Linked DNA regions of Pan troglodytes: region 2 is linked to region 1. A link is a contact called in public HiChIP or PLAC-seq data. All regions are on one chromosome and are shown on one strand. The core of a region is the stretch at or near the end of the contact, and the rest is flanking DNA. Distances in the headings are between cores, read along the strand shown.

Evidence for each region. HiChIP or PLAC-seq counts read pairs in DNA pulled down with a chosen protein or histone mark.
Region 2: a contact with region 1 is called in an H3K4me3 HiChIP or PLAC-seq map of stem cell-derived excitatory neurons, with 4 times the contacts expected there. The contact joins the promoter of MUTYH here to the promoter of NASP in region 1. A contact is called at or near these places in 1 of 7 Hi-C or Micro-C datasets (induced pluripotent stem cells) and 1 of 1 datasets of contacts at active chromatin or transcription factors (stem cell-derived excitatory neurons).

The regions. Positions count from the first base shown.
Region 1 is chr1:185,382,553-185,385,252 of NHGRI_mPanTro3-v2.0_pri, forward strand. NASP (nuclear autoantigenic sperm protein) reads right to left here and starts at 1,443. Exons shown (of 15, transcript XM_001158313.7): 1 at 685-1,443. The coding sequence starts at 743.
Region 2 is chr1:185,625,881-185,628,580 of NHGRI_mPanTro3-v2.0_pri, forward strand. It overlaps MUTYH (mutY DNA glycosylase), which reads left to right and starts at 1,366. Exons shown (of 17, transcript XR_010154093.1): 1 at 1,366-1,505. TOE1 (target of EGR1, exonuclease) reads right to left here and starts at 1,693. Exons shown (of 8, transcript XM_513124.9): 1 at 1,420-1,693; 2 at 509-651; 3 at 381-421; 4 at 155-251. The coding sequence starts at 1,471.

The DNA.
Region 1 (2,700 bases), core at 193-2,692:
CTATCTCCTAGCACAAGACGTGAGCGAGGTGTGGGGGGGAACTAGCCTCGCCGGCCCCACCGAGATAGTCCAAAGCTCCTGCTGGAGCCGCAGCGGCCCCAAACAATGGACTTTTCCCGCCTCCTCAAGGCCCCGCCCCCTGCCCCAGAGCCGGCGAGGAAAGGGAACGCACGCGCGCAAAACCCCGCCCTCAGCAAGGCCCCGCCCACCCCGACCCCTCAGGTCCAGCCTCCTTCCTCGTGCAAGGTTTTTTTTCCCTTTTGGCGCCAAATCTCCGTTGGTTATATTCCCGGGTTATCCAGGGATTCTACCAGAGGCACACGCTGGGGACAGAAGGGGCGTGAAGGCCAACCCGCGCGCCAGGGCCCCGCCTCCCGGCCAACCGCCCCGGGCCGGGGGAGGAAGGAGAGGGGCAGGCGAAGGATACAGCCGCCGCTGCCCCCGGCAAGATGGCGGCCGCGAAAAGCGGGGCAGGGGGCGCCAGCCGACCGCCGTTACCGCTGCTGCGCGAGGCTCTCAGCAAAAGAAGGACTGCTCCAGTGACCAGGCCTTCCCGAACAGCGACAGCTGCTCTTGGGAAGGCAAGTACTCCCGCCCATCGGTCTGCCCCTTCTCCGGAGCCCCCGTCCATTAGCCCTCCCCGCGGACTGGCCAGTGCCTTAAGCTTTCCACAGTCCCGCTTACTTGTCGGCAGAAACCAGCTCCGCGGCGACGGCGGCAGTGGCTGTGGACTCCGTGGCCATCGTTCCCCTGAGGTGGCGAACCAGCGAACGGAATAGAGCCTGCGAGAAAAACAGGCAATTTGGGACGCCAGAGACTCACTCAGGGACAGAAAATGGCAGATTAGAGACCCCGCGCGGCCGGGGCCCTTTTATATACGAGGACCCTTCGCCCCGCCCATCCACTTCCGGATCCTCCCCCTCGGGTTTAAAGGGCCAGGACTCAACACCCATACTCTCCGTCCCCCGCCGGCCTACCACTATCTAGACACCTCCTGCCCTCTCCATATGGCTCCGCGGGATTGTTTCCCTCCCTAGCCCGACTTCTCCGATAAACAGCAACTTCCTGCTTCTCCAGCAAGTCGCATAAGAAGAACTGGAATCTTGACACTACAACTCCTGACAGGACGCCCCTGCGGCATCCAGAGACAGGGAAGCCAGTGCTGCTCTGCATGTTCAGGGCGAGTAGCTGAGAGTCTCCTTCCGGCCTGGATACTGAGGAAGGTGACTTAGACTTTCTCTCCGTCCTCTGAGTCGTAACGGACGGACACGCAAGGGCCGAGGACGGGTACAAGCAGCAGCGACTAGAACTGATCTGGGTGAGATCTGGGCCTCAGCAACAACTGACGCAAGAAGATTTTGTTCTAGGATTGGCTACAGCTGAAACTACCGCGCTTGATTCAAAGCTCGGGGCTTGCCGCGGGAGGCAGCTGGCTCCTCCCTCTGAACCCGCCCCCTTTGGCTGGCCCAATCCGCTGATCCCATCCTCTTAGGCCCTGCCCAGACTCCAAATCTACCAGGATTAATGCTCCCAGCGCTTTTTGTCCACTCCTGCCTATGATTTGCTGTGTGACTACTACTCGTGGGGGTACCGTGATTAGACGCTTTAAAGCTATTAGCTATCTTGTTTAATATTAACAATGCTACTAGTGAGATCAGTGTTAGTCTGTTTCTTAGAAAAATAAACCAAGGGGCCGGACGCGGTGGCTCACGCCTGTAATCCCAGCACTTTGGGAGGCCTAGGCTGGTGGATCACGAGGTCAGGAGTTCAAGACCAGCCTGGCCAAGATGGTGAGACCCCCGTCTCTACTAAAAAATACAAAAATTAGCCGGGCGTGGTGGCGGGCGCCTGTAATCCCAGCTACTCGGGAGGCTGAGGTAGGAGAATACTAGAACCCGGAAGGCAGAGGTTGCAGTGAGCCGAGAGCTCGCCACTGCACTCCAGCCTGGGCAACAGAGCGAAACTCCGTCTCAAAAATAAATAAATAAATAGGCCAAGGTTCCAACCTGGCCAACATGGTGAAACCCCGTCTCTACTAAAAATGCGAAAATTAGCCAGGTGTGGTGGCAGGCTCCTGTAATCCCAGCTACTCGGGAGGCTAAGGCAGGAGAATCACTTGAACCCGGGAGGCAAAGGTTGCAGTGAGCCGAGATTTCGCCACTGCACTGCAGCCTGGGCAACAGAGCGAGACTCCGTCTCAAAAAAAAAAAAAAAAGGGAAGCTGTGACTTGTTCAGAAAGTTGCAAGACAAATCGGTTATGGAAAGCAGTGTGCCTCATTTCCTGCAAATGGCTGAGTGAAAAATAACTGGCAGGCTAAAAAGCTGCAATTCCTCACACCTGGAGTATCATCCATTCCTTTTCACCATGGCCCAGTCTACGCTGATCGGAGTAGGGGTTTTTATTTCCCTTTAGGTTCCAGCATATTGGGAAAGATTCCTGGAGAGGATTCTTATTCCAATCTGTCAAGGCTCGAAGAGGTTGAAATCTTTGGGGCTAGAGAGCTGGACGTGAAAATGCCAATTCCTATGGCAAACATACATGGGCTCTTCCATTATTAGCTAGGTGACGTGAGCCAGGTCACGTAACCCGGATTGTAATCGAGTAGCTAGGATTAAGGTTAAGTGTAAAATGAAGACATATTAGTAGCCACCGCTTAAGGACATTGTGAGAATTACAGGTAATTAGCACTGTGTAGAAT
Region 2 (2,700 bases), core at 116-2,615, 240 kb after region 1:
CCCATAAACCTATTCAAATTAAAAAAAAACAAACAAACTATCAAGTCAAAAAAAAAGATTTGGGAGAGAAATGCTTCCTATCTGATGTTCCCCAGAATCTCTCTACCCTCCACCCCACAGCCACACCTAGGATTGGGGTGAGATCAGCTCATACCTTGTCTGGCTGCCGCTTGAAGCAGGCGAGGCCCAGGGAAAGGATAGAACGGGTCCTGGCAGCATGACACACGGCCTTGTAACGTTCCTCGATGCACCTTGGGGTTGGGTATGGGGGTTGCTGTGGCTAGGAGTTAGCCTTATGAAGGACCCAAACCACCCAGGTCTGTGACCCCCCCACTCCACAGTTGAGGGCTGGCACTAAAGAGAAAAGGGCTTATACTTACTGGTTCAGCAAACTCTTCCTGTCCCCAAGCCCACTCAGCTCCTGTGGGTAGGTAAAGGGAGAGTTGTGACAGGCCTCTAGCACCAGCCCCTTCACAACCACCTGCCCTCCTTGTTTCCCAACTCTCACCGTGTCCACAGCCACGAAATTAGCTGTCTTTATGGCTAGCAGGAGGGATGGCCACATCTCCTTGAAGTTGTTGCTTTGCACATCCACTACGGGAACCTGGACTACTAGCTCCTCCCCAGATGTTGTGCTTTTGCTGACGCCACCTGGGGGTTAGGAGGGTGATGGATGTTCATGCTTAAGGAAAGAGCCCAGGGGAACAGACACCAAGCTAGGCCACGGTGATGGTGGTAAGGGGGGTAGTTTCCATTGGTAGCTTTTCCCACAAGCCTTTGTAACCCACGTGTTCTACACACAGGCCTTGGAGTGGAGAATGCCCTGAATTTGGGGAGAGGAAGCCTGAGTCTTCTACTGGCTTGTATGAGCCTGGGTAAATTACTTCCCACCTCGCTTTCACAATCTGTAGAGGAGAAAGTTGGACTAGACGACCTTTGATTCTTTTTTCCCATGTCCTGCAGGAAACATTTTGCAGGGCTTGAGGATCTCAGCTCCCTTAATATCCCACAGGGATCCATACTACTGTTCTCATGGTGCCCCAGCGCCACAAGCAACAGCTCCCAGTAAGCCCCAGAGCCTGGCAGTGCCCCACACCAGAGCTCCCAATACGTCCTACCTTCCTTTGGATCACAACGCTCAATCCACTCCACTGAACTGAATCACAACTATTATTACTAACCGTTATGAGCTCCAGACTACATCTCCCGCCATGCCTCCATCAGCCCCATGCTCCCAACGCTCCAGGCTTTTGCGGCCGGAGCCGCGGTGTACAACGGGACTTGTAGTCTCCTCGTGGCTAGTTCAGGCGGAAGGAGCAGTCCTCTGAAGCTTGAGGAGCCTCTAGAACTATGAGCCCGAGGCCTTCCCCTCTCCCAGAGCGCAGAGGCTTTGAAGGCTACCTCTGGGAAGCCGCTCACCGTCGGAAGCTGCGGGAGCTGAAACTGCGCCATCGTCACTGTCGGCGGCCATGACACCGCTCGTCTCCCGCCTGAGTCGTCTGTGGGTACGCTGGACTTGGGCTCCGTCTCCTGGCGCGGTTCAGGCAGTCGGGGATGGGGCGGGGTCTCGCCGTCGGGTCGCCGAGGGGTCGAACTTCCGTTCAGACGTCCCGGGTCCGGCGCGGGGAAGGCAGCCTGGCGCGCGCTAATTGCCTATTGGCCTGTGCTGCCGGCTCGCCGCCCGGGTGGACCCGAGCCACGCCCCCTGGAGTGCGCCGGAAAGCCGGGCGCGCTAGAGCTCGCGGGAGGTAATCTTTCTCTCCTGCACTCGCGGCGGGAACGCGGGGCCTCCGTGTTCTGCTGTCTTCATCAGCGTGGGCCGCGGGTAGGGGGTAGTGGGGTGGCTGGGTTTGGGCTTTCCAGAGAAGGTGACGCTGCCTGAGCTGAGCTTAAAGCACGCCCAGGAGTTAGACTAGGAGAGGGTCGTGTGGGGGAAAGAAGGGCGTTCTGGGCATCGGTAAATTCCCAGAGAGGATGGAGAGCTCAGTGATCTCCAGAAAGTGAAAGAGGCGGGGAGTAGGCCATCGGAGGAGGCTGCCGAGGGTGTAAGAGCGACCGATTGGTAGGGAAGCTTTTGTAATAATCCAATCAAGTGATAATGTGAACTTGAATTAAGGCTGGCAGTATGGATGGCGAGGAAGGGACAAATTGTGAAGCAGCTAGGCGGTATAGTCGACCTAGAGGGTGATTGAACTTGAAAGAGGTTCCTAGGCCGGGCGCGGTGGCTCACGCCTGTAATCCCAGCACTTTGGGAGGCCGAGGCGGGCGGATTACCTGAGGTCCGGAGTTCAAAACCAGCCTGGCCAACATGGTGAAACCCCGTCTCTACTAAAAGTACAAAAAAAATTAGCTGGGTATGGTGCGGGCGCCTGTAATCCCACTACTTGGGAGGCTGAGGCAGGAGAATCGCTTGAACCTGGGAGGCAGAGGTTGCGGTGAGCCGAGATCACGCCATTTTGCACTTCAGACTGGGCAACAAGAGCGAAACTCCGTCTCAAAAAAAAAGAGATTCCTATTGGAGACTAGTTCCTCCGTAAACACTACGATTCCCATCCACCTCTGCCTTCCAGTGCTCCTTTGTTACTCATTGTTTATAGTTAATCTTCAGCTTCTCTCAACTGAGCCCATTTCATCATTATTCAGAACTGCTTGGGCCGGGCGCAGTGGCTTATGGCCTGTAATCATCTTAGGAGGCCAAGG